Regions from separate parts of the Mus musculus genome. Here region 1 is linked to region 2. The links are chromatin contacts, called in public HiChIP or PLAC-seq maps. All regions are on one chromosome and are shown on one strand. The core of a region is the stretch at or near the end of the contact, and the rest is flanking DNA. Distances in the headings are between cores, read along the strand shown.

What was found. HiChIP or PLAC-seq counts read pairs in DNA pulled down with a chosen protein or histone mark.
Region 1: a contact with region 2 is called in an H3K27ac HiChIP or PLAC-seq map of thymic regulatory T cells, with 5 times the contacts expected there. The contact joins the promoter of Gsto2 here to the enhancer-like site in region 2. A contact is called at or near these places in 3 of 39 promoter capture datasets (the 3T3-L1 cell line, maxillary cranial neural crest and pre-B cells), 1 of 15 datasets of contacts at CTCF or cohesin (the NIH/3T3 cell line), 8 of 115 datasets of contacts at active chromatin or transcription factors (T-cell acute lymphoblastic leukemia, astrocytes, embryonic midbrain and 5 more) and 2 of 9 other capture datasets (embryonic stem cells and liver).

What each region holds. Positions count from the first base shown.
Region 1 is chr19:47,861,894-47,867,193 of GRCm38.p6, reverse strand. Gsto2 (glutathione S-transferase omega 2) reads right to left here and starts at 1,400. Exons shown (of 9, transcript NM_026619.2): 1 at 1,265-1,400. Gsto1 (glutathione S-transferase omega 1) reads right to left here. Exons shown (of 6, transcript NM_010362.3): 5 at 3,712-3,815; 6 at 2,404-2,897. The coding sequence ends at 2,744.
Region 2 is chr19:47,327,462-47,333,009 of GRCm38.p6, reverse strand. The region is part of intron 6 of Sh3pxd2a (SH3 and PX domains 2A); the gene reads left to right. Among named protein-coding and RNA genes, the nearest start is that of Gm29834, 44 kb to the right of the region's middle. Within about 2 kb of position 1,954, at least 223 of the 459 cell types and tissues checked have an H3K27ac peak or open chromatin away from gene starts, as enhancers often do. A contact at or near this core is called in the NIH/3T3 cell line, embryonic stem cells, liver and 3 more, where this site is marked.

The DNA of each region.
Region 1 (5,300 bases), core at 151-2,650, 530 kb before region 2:
AGAGGAGACCTTCTTTTAAAGTGCTTGTTTTCTTATCCCTGTGTCTTTAATGACATGTGTGACACATTTATACACCCTGATAATAATATTTGAATAGTCAAAAAGCAAAATTTCAAGAGTCTGACATCAAAGTTTGTAAACGCGTGCAAAAGCAGCAACATCGCCTGCCGAAACCAAACCATGATAGGGATAGGACAGGGACGTGCCCAGAATTATTGCCAGGACCTTTTTTGGATATCAAGTTCCACGGATGCTCAACAACTTTATATAAAATGGCGAAGCATTTGCAACTCACCTACCCACACACTCCTAGACACATCAAACCACCTCTAGATGACTTAGAATAGCCAACACAAGGTAAACGTTGTTACACTGCATTGCTTAGGGGATACTGACATGAGAAGTCTGAATATACTCAGTTCGGATGTAATTTTTCTTTTCTAGTCTAATTAAATTGGAATGATGTGGAATCCATTGATAACAGATGATATTATTCTGTCTTGGCTTAATCTCTAAATGTAAGAGCTCTTAGGAAAAGGAACTTTATAGATATATAAACTTATCTAAAGAGCAGTCTTTTTTACAACAAACATAGGCTACATTTGAATCGCTCCACCTTTTAGTAGCTGGGTTACTTTGGGCTAATAATCAAAAGCTCCAACAACCCTGATTTTCTAACACACTGGCGTTCTAATCTGTAATGCGGAGGTAAGAGTACCATGTGGTTTAGGGAAGTGTTATTAGGATCAGTATGGCAAGCATCTAATACTTAGCATGTGTCTGTCATCTAGCAAGGACTTAACATTAGCTGTTATTGTGATTACTATTATTTGAACGTAGCAGGGACGATTTTCGTAGCCTTCAAAAGACAGGCAGTCTCAGAAACGAAATTCTCCTGCCTGTCTGTGTCATCAACTAGTTAAGCCGAACTGAGGTACGAAACTCCAGATCTGTGGAACTCTGCGTGCCTGTCTTCGTCCAAACTGGAAAATTAATTTCAATGACAGGTTTCTGGCTTAAAGAAAACTCAATAATCTAAAACTATTGACTATTCTTTCTTCCTTACGATTTCTTTACCCTATTGCTATATTCTAGGCTCCCTTACACATTTTTAGTGAAATTTTTTATAAAAAGAAAAAGAAAGAAACATTAGCTATGGTTAAACATTTGGGTTTTCTTTTAAAATGTAACTGCAAAATTAAAAGTTGGCGATCCTATTCTGAAAAGCCCAGATTTTACAAGTCCCCCAAAGTTCAGAATTGACCTCAAAATCCTTTTCCCTTCCGACACAGCGCAGGTGAGGCCGAACCCCCCAGTGGCGGTGGCAGAAAAAGCATCTCAGAGCAACCTTCGGGCGGCTATGGCTCCAACCCGGAGTTGGGACGCCCGGCGGCCGACGCGGAGGCGGGCCCGCCCCTTCTCACGGTGCTACCCCGCAATTGGCCGCCGAGCCCTGCGCTCCAGCCAATACCTGGCTCGTCTGGAAGAGCGAGCCAATAGGCGACCGCGTTATAGCAGCTTGCTCGAGAAACGAGGGTCAGGCCGGAAATCTATGGCTACCTAAAGAGGAAGTCGGTAGCAGGCGGTTCCTCTCAGCCGCTGGTCTCACATCCTACTGGGAATCCGCGAGGAACCGCCAGGGCCTGCCCGGGGGCTGGGGGCCGGCGGCACAGATGGCTCCGCTCGGAGTAGGACGCTAGTTGTCCCGTTTGTGAAGTCAGCCAATCCCTGCCTCCCCAGGGTGCGGGCCCCCCATCACCGTGAAGCTAAACCCTAAATGCGGCGCTGAGCTTTGCCAGTTTTGGCGCCCTTAACGAATCACCCCCGTGGTTGTCGCAGGCAAGCCAGAAAACAACTACAGAAAACCTGGCGGTCGGTGGGTTGCCATTCTTAAGGGCATTCATTGTCCTCCAGATCCTTCTGCCAACATCTTAAGACCTCACTTAACATCTGGACCAGACTCACCATCCCTAGAATGGAGTGAGGTTCCCAGACTACCTGTCTTATGGAAGTGATAGAAGTATTAAGATTAACCTTTCCCATTGGGAGATTTCATCCATTACTTATTCAGTCTTATATACTGAACTGGCTAGTGTGATTTTAACGGTATTGCATGTGGCACACCTATAGAAGACAGAACTATATCTGCCTTGTTTGGAAGGAAGGATTTGAAAGGGCTAGAAGTAGGAGCTAGTGAGATCGTTTGGTGGTTGTTTGCTGCTCTTCCAGAAGGGAGATTCGTTTCCTATCACCCCACAGCCTCTGCCGGTATCACCAGCTCCAAGGGATCCCGTGCACGCACACACACACACACACACACACACATTTTTTAAGAAATTAGGAACTGAGAGCTCAAGCAAGAGGCTACCCCAGTCATGTTGACCTGAGGTGGTTTGGACTCAGTTTTCGATGCTCACAAGAGGAATAAGAGATTTAATGATGGAAAGTATGGGGAAATCACAGTTTTCAGACATGAGTAATCAAAAACTTGACATTTTTCTTGATATCCAAATCTAGATGTCTGTATCAAACCAGAGGTGATGGCCTTGGGGATGGCAGTGAAGACTGTTAGGACCATTAGATCAGATTGTTCTGAAATAGAAATACAGGAGTGGGGCCCTGGGGGGCACCGCTTAGGCCAGAAGGTCAAATTATGAGAAAGGAGCCAGTGAGAATACTGGACAAAATAAGCATGATATTCAATCAGTGAGGGGAAACAGCATTTGCTGAGGGCTCTTGCCCTTCAGAGCCCATAATCACAGGCCTCGGGGCTGTCCTGTAGGTAGAGATTTAAGTACTCGCGGTAGGTCTTGGCATCAATTTTGTGAGAGGATGCCACAGGGTCTTGCTGCATGGCCGCCATCCAGAGCTTGAGCTTGGGGGTGTGGGCTAGACACCTGTGGGAAGACAAGATGAGAGCTGTGAGCCACAGGAGCTAGACCGGCATCCCAGAGTCTCACCCACCACTGCAGTCTATCCCCCTAAACTCTTAAAAATTGATCTTGAAACGCAACTCTTTAAAATGCAAGCCGTAGACTAAAAGGCTTTAGCTTTGAGTGACATTGGGGTCTTTGTTTCTCAGAAGAGGAAGCCGAGTTGAGAGTTGCGTGGTCAGTCAGCAGAACTTCAAACTGAGAGACTGACAGACAACAGCCTTAAATGCCAACTTTCTATAGGAAACGGGAATAGAGGTAGCCCCAGATTGCCATGAGTTCTAGGACGTAGAAGTAAGCCAACATGGCTGACTGCAAACTCAAAGCATGAGTTTTAAAGGCAGTGTGGAACTCTTACAAGTAGGCGGGAAGTAATAAAGATGTGTTAATACTAAGGTCTCAACAAACAGGGAAATAAAGAACACCATTTGGTTAATTAAACTTGTACTGATGGAGGGTACATATGCCTAAAATTATCTACTTGTACTGATGGAGGGTACATATGCCTAGAATTATCTACACCCGTGAGGATTTTTAGCCTGCAGAGGGTAAAATTTAAGACCCTGATATCATAGACAGATGATATCCTGTCCTCCCCTGGGGCTGAACATGGGAATGAATGGGTGACCTGACCGGTTGTGTGTACCCCCAGGACTTTCCTTTCTTGCTGACTCAATTCATGCCAGTGACATCAATATTTATCTAGGTTCAGAAAAATTCCATATGTCATAATACAGCCCTCACCCTAAACTATGCACAAAATATTCAAATGTCTTACTCCTTGAGCTCCAATGCTTCCAGTCGCTGAAACCAAGGCCAAGTAAGATAATCAACCATAGAAGGAGAATCCCCACCAAGGAAGCTCTTGTAATTATCCATGCCCTGATTGTTAAAGGAAAAATAAGACATCATTAAAAACAACAGAGGCAAATTAGGTAGAGAATGTCAAGTCTCTTGTTATCCTGATATGGTCAACTTGGATTTTAATATGATCCAAAACCCTCCATAACCCAGCAGTTGTAATTGGAAATCTGACAGATAGTGTGCCACTGGTTCTCAACCGTCCTAATGATGCGACCCTTTAACACAGTTCCTAATGTTGTGGTGACCCCAACCATAGAGTTATTTTCATTTCTACTTCGTATCTGTAACTTTGTGACTATTGTGAATCACGATGTAAATATCTGGGTTTTCCAATGGTCTTAGGTGACCTCTGTGAAAGGGTCATTTGACTCCCAAAGGAGTCACAACCCACAGGTTGAGACTGCCATAATATACAGACATGTTGGGAATACAAAGGTCCTTGTGCTCATAGGAATGTTAAAACAGGCAGGGTTGTCTTCTCAAAGGAAAAGATGTATAACCTGTTCTGCCCAGAAGGCTGGGAATGGAGGCAGCTAGTAGCCTAGGTAACCCCTGTGTTCTCTGTAGGGCCAAGCCATACCTGGCTTTCCAAAAGCTTCCACAGCCAGGCCTGGGGGTGGCTAACAGTCTAGCTGACCTCTGTGTTATCTGCATGGCCAAGGGGCTCCTCCACACTCCCACAACAAGGACAGGAGGTGGCTGATAGCCCAGATGACCTCTCCACTCTCCGTATGACCAAGACCACACCAGACCCTCCCCGAGGCCCTTAAGATGATACATGTAGCCTATCTCCAGAGCCCATCTTCACGGACATGTACCTGGAGAAGAGTTCCACTGGAACGATGCCTTTGTGCACAGAGGACTGGAGGGTGTTTAAAAATGCCTAAAACAAACTGCCCGATGTCTGACTCTAGGTGTTTGAAGCCACCACTCCAGAGTCATGTTGAACCAGATTTCCTTCTTATTTCATGCAACATGTTACTCTAATGAGACCCTCGTGGTCAGAGATCCCCAAACTGATGGAATAGCTCAACCGTGACCATGTTACTTATCCAGAGTAGAGTAAAGAAGTCTTGATACAATCAAACCTTAGAACACCGGACTGCAAACAGGAAGGAACGACACATAACGTAAATGAACCTTATAACCCTAAAGTGGAGTGCAAGAAGCCATTAAAACCTGCACAGTACACAGCTGCATTTGTATAAGGTAGGAACAACCTAAACTTAGCACTTGGCTCTTAACACACGCGCTCGGTACTACGATGTGTTGTTTTTTTGTTTTTTGTTTTTTTTTAAATTGTCAAGATGTACTTTCATGCGTGGGGTGCTTCTCTGCATGTAAGTTTTTAGTTGGAAACATAGTTAAAACATCCTAGGAAGCCGGGCGGTGGTGGCACATGCCTTTAGTCCCAGCACTCGGGAGGCAGAGGCAGGCAGATTTCTGAGTTCGAGGCCAGCCTGGTCTACAGAGTGAGTTCCAGGACAGCCAGGAAACCCTGTC
Region 2 (5,548 bases), core at 705-3,204:
TTGTTTGCTAAGCAACTGAGAATCTATTATGTGCCAGGGCACATGGTCCCAGCCCCAGGGATAGCAAGATGAACTTGAGGAGATCTTTGTCTTCCAGGACCCCCACTTGAATGAGAGAATAAGCCAACCAGGGTGTCAATAAACATAACAGCACAAATACCACAGATGGGTGGGGCATAGCAGTCCAAGCAGGGAGGCGCTAGCCCTCCTGAAGCTAATTTACTAAGGGTTTTGTTTCTTTCTTTTTTTTATTCATTTATTTTTGTTGTGCCAGGGTGTGTCACTTTTCTATTGCTGTGAGACAAACACCTATGGCAAACACTGTTATAAACAGAACGAGTTTAATTGGGCTCACGGCTCTGGTTCCATAGGGTTAGAGTCCGTGATGCTGGAACGCAGGCATGGTGGCTGGAGCAGCCAGCTGAGAACTCACATCTTGATCCGTGTGTAGGAGACAGAGAGCACCCTGGTGATGGTAGGAGGCTGTTGAGACCTGAGCCTGTCTCCACTGACATCTCCTCCAACAAGACCGCAGCTCCTGATCTCTGCCAAACAGGTCCACCAAACAGGAACCAAGCATTCAAATGTATGATCTTATGGGGGACTGTTTTCATTGGGCCCACCACATGGGGATTAAACATCATGCATGCTAAACAAATTGTCTACCACTGAGCTGTTTATCCCTACACACACACACACACACACACACACACACACACACACCTTTTTTTAAAAAACTTTATTTTTGCCGGGCGTGGTGGCGCACGCCTTTAATCCCAGCACTCGGGAGGCAGAGGCAGGTGGATTTCTGAGTTCGAGGCCAGCCTGGTCTACAAAGTGAGCTCCAGGATAGCCAGGGCTATACAGAGAAACCCTGTCTCGAAAAAACCAAAAAAAAAAAAAAAAAAAACTTTATTTTATGTTTTAAGACATACCCTAGCTAAGTTGTCCAGTGATGTTGCTGATAAAACACCACGACAGAAAGCAACTTAGAAAGGAAAGGGTTTGTTCCATCTTTCATCTCCCAGGCCACACTCCATCTAGGGGAAGTCAGGGCAGGAACCTGAGGCAGAGAAACTGAAGCAGAGGGCATGAGAACACTGCTTACTGGCTTGTTGCTCATGCTCAGCCAGCCTGCTTTCCTATACCATCCAGGACTACTGCGTAGGAGTTAGCGCCACCCACAGTGGCCTGTAATCTCCTACATCAATCATCAGTCAAATATTTTCTCGATTAAGACTCTTTCCCAGATGACCCCAGCTCATGTCAAGTTGATATAAAAACTTGTCAACACACTGGCCATGAGTTTGAGCATTTGAGGATCAGGAGTTTGGGTCATGCTCGGCTACTTAGGGAGTTTCAGGCTAGTCTGGACTACACTGAGATAGTGTTTCTAGGCTTCAGGGGTGGGGCTATTAAAAAAAAATCCTATCATCTGGGGGACTGGGATGCCTGGGTCATGAGTTTGAGGCCAGCCTGGGCTACATGGTATCTCAGTAAGGAAACATAGAAAGTAAACTGGGCATCTGGCTTCTCCATATCTGGGAGTACTGTGTGAGAGACATGATACAGATCACACCGGCTAATAGATACAGTGTGTCTGAACAGGAGAAAACGTGTTCCAGGGGCCTCCTCCAGCCTTCTTGTTAGAGGAGGACCCGGGAGGGCCCTGGAGCAGTTTCTCAGAGGCATTTGTTCACACCCATGGAAGGAGGGCAAGAATTCTGGCTGAATTCCTGGCTGTAGGACCCCACCTAGGCATCTGGCATCGGGACATGCTCCCTAGGGCTGTGCCTGTGACCCCCCTCTGGGGATGAGGCTCCAGGAAGCAGAACTTCTCAGAGTTGATGAGGGAGCACACTAACAGGATAGAGAACAGCCTTGTGCTAGCACAGGGAAGCCTGGGCGGGGCCCTGAGAAGTAGTCTGTCCCCAGTGAGCGAGGATCACAGTGCCTGAGAGAGAATCCCGGAGACCTGGACTTCACTCCATTCTCCCTGTGGGAAGTTCAGCCTGCGCTGTGGTATGGAAGGGTTAACTCGAGCCCCACCCCACCCCTGTCCTGCAGGCAACTAGGCTGCTGCTTTCTGGATAAAGCTTTGTCACGTGAGAGAGCCAGCTGTGGGGATTTCCCCAGCCGTGATGTGTGCATGCGTCTTAAGTGCATGCATGCACAACCGTTTACGTGGCAGTCTGTGAGCTCAGGGGACCTGTCTAAACACTTGCAGATCAGGGGTGGGCCAAGTCAGGAGAGGCCCAGGGCCTCTAGCAGACACTGTGGAGGAGGGGATTGACTGGGCCTGGATCCCACCAGTCTCTGTACAAGAGCACTTTGCACCTTCATAGACTACTGTCTCCTGTAACATCCACCATGCCACAAAGCTATATTGCTTATGGGTGCTTTGTTGTTATTGTTGTTGCTGTTGTTTTGAGCCCTTGGAAGGCTTTGCCATGCAGTCTTCTGGGATTTTCTGCTGGGCCTGAGGGTCCGTCTTTGTACTTTGGTGCCCAGGAAGGTGAAGGACTTTCCTCAGCCTCAGAAGGCCTGCACGTGGCTCAGGAGGGCAATTTTGGATTAGATCAGCGGTCTCAACCTTCCTTATGCTGTGACCCTTTAGTTCCTCATGATGTGGTGACCCCCCCCCCAGCCATAAAATTATTTTCATTGCTACTTCATAGCTGCAATTTTTCTACTGTTTACTGTTATGAACTGTAATATAAACTTCTGATATGTGACACACACCCCCAAAGGGGTCTCAACCCACAAGTTGATAATCCCTAGGCTAGATTAAGATTAGGGCCACAGGCATCAAATGAGCCTTGGTTCCCTTGAAACCAATGGAGTGAAGACCAAAGAAGGCTCCTGCCCCTTTCATCCACTGAGGTTAAACTGGACACTTGAGTGTTTCCAGTGTGATAGAATCGTAGTCAGGGTTAAGACAAAAGGAAATTCAAGACTAACTGGAGACACACAACACTTTGAGTGTGTATGCTAAGATTGGAACCCAGGGCCTTTATACATTCTAGACAAGTGTTCTAACACTAGGATATGTATCTAGCCTAGCTTAGCATGTTTTTATTCAACATCTATTATGTGCCAAATATTTGCTAAGATTATAATCCTAGCGGGTGTTCTGGAGGTGGTTAAAACAGTGAACAGTACAGGGCAAAGGTAGGTGAGATAGACCAACCTTTAAAAAATGCAAGCCGGGCGTGGTGGCGCACGCCTTTAATCCCAGCACTCGGGAGGCAGAGGCAGGCGGATTTCTGAGTTTGAGGCCAGCCTGGTCTACAAAGTGAGTTCCAGGACAGCCAGGGCTACACAGAGAAACCCTGTCTCAAAAAACAAAAAAACAAAACAAAACAAACAAACAAAAAAATGGATATTCTGCTGCTAGTCCTCCACCAAAGGTTTTTGTGACAACCCTTCTCCCTCCACCCAAAAAAAAAAAAGGTCTAGACAGGAAGCCATTGAAGAGAAGTCTTAAAAATTGTGTGGGGTGCTGAAATGTAGCTCTTCACAGTTGGGACCTTCTGGCAGGGGTAGGAGGAACCCAGTTTTCTTTAAGGGGCTGGCCACTGGGAGTTTGACCATGCTCCTGCAAGAATATGGGTAGTACTCAGTGTACTTTTTCTTCTTCTTTTGTTTTGGGGAGGTCACAAGAGTGGAGGGGATGGACCTGGGAGGAGTAGGAAATGAGTGTGATCATGTGATTGGGGTGCATTATGGGAAATTTCCAAATAAGCAATTAAAAAATATTGGGTTAAGAAATGGGTATCCCCAATTTCAGTGCAGAGAAGAGCCCTTACCTGGCCCCTGCAGCCTGTGAGCCCTGTTACCGTAAGGTCTTTGGGGAACTCCCTGACTGACCTCTCCCAGGCTACCTCAGTGAGCCTGAGAGTAGAAGAAGGACACCCTGTAGAGGTGGCCTGGACGGAATCAGGGAGGTAGCCAAGGGTGCCAGACTGCCTCAAGCCGGGGGCTTCCAGGGCAGACAGTATCACTCAGTGGGGTATACATACTGTGTGTGTGTCCTCCTGTGGACATACTGTGTGTGTGTGTGTCCTCCTGTGCTGAGGATACCCAGTGGAGCTGGATCAGCAGAAGGGCCCCGGCAGTGCATGTGGACCGTGCTCACTAAATAGCTGGCCGTTGATTCTTTGATGATCTGATAGCCAGAGTCCTGAGTGAGAGACGGGATGTTCTACTCTGGATTGTCCTGGATGGGAACGTCCGTCCTGAGTGAGCATGCTGCCCTTGACTCCTCCCTACAGCCCTTCCCTCCTCCCTTTTGGCTTCTGAAGGAGTAGCCAAGGGGTGGGTGGATCCAGGACTATAGGCCTGCAGTGGCTGGATGACTGATTTATTGAAGTCACTGGCCTGTTTCTGTGCTGCCTCTGTGTGTGTGAGCACACACAATGCCCTAGGTGAGGGCTGCTCAGGGATGGCTGCTTCTCTCTGTGTGTGAGCACACACAGTGCCCTAGGTGGGGGCTGCTCAGAGATGGCTGCTTCTGTGTGTGTGTGAGCACACACAATGCCCTAGGTGAGGGCTGCTCAGGGATGGCTGCTTCTCTCTGTGTGTGAGCACACACAATGCCCTAGGTGGGGGCTGCTCAGGGATGGCTGCTTCTCTCTGTGTGTGAGCACACACAGTGCCCTAGGTGGGGACTGCTCAGAGATGTGGGTAGATAGCCTCAGGGAGACCTCTCAGTGAGTGGGGTGGACCACCAAGGCAGACCACCCGGTGGAGGGAGGGGCTGGGATGCTGGGATTCTCAGCCTTGAGTTTATTTCTTCTCTGCTGCACACAAACAACCGAGCTCCAGGAAAGGTGAGGACTTGAGAGCTGAGGGGGAGGCCACACCCAAGGGGCTGTGGGGGTCAAGCTGCAGCTGCTGGGAGCAGATGCTTAGCCCCGCCCACCCACTTCCCCACTAAGTGCTCCTCTGTCTGCCCACACATCTCCCAATGTGGCCACCTGTCTTTAAACGCTTCTGGTGTGCTGAGGCCCCTCCCTTTCCCGGGACAGCTGAGTGGTCCCGATGGTTGCTTTCCTTGAATCCCCTAGGCTGAACTGTCCTGGTCCAAGCCCTGGCTTGGGAAGGCATCCTTTTCTTGGTCCTTTAAAAGCTGTGGATTCCCCCATCTCCCCACCTGAGCAGACAATCCGCCTGTTTTTCTTTCAGCCGCTCAGGCTACAGGGTTCAGTACATTCCTGCCTTAGGTTGGGCTGTCCCATGTGTACCCTGGATTCTGGGAAAGGCAAGACTCTGGGGGAAGAAGACCTTTGTAGCTGCAGGCAAAATGTGGGAACCTGGTTGCTTTTACAGAGAGGAACGCAGCAGAAATAAATAAGGCCAGAGGGGAAGACCAGAAAATGATGTCTCCATTAGGCCCCCTTTGTTCCCAATTCCTGGTCTGCTTGCTTGGGCTCAACTCTGACACCATCTCTTCCTTGCAGTGGGGTCTTGGGAAAGGACCTTAACTCCCCTGAGCCTCAGTTCCCTCCTCTGCAGAAGGCAGATCAATTACTGTCAGGATTCAGTA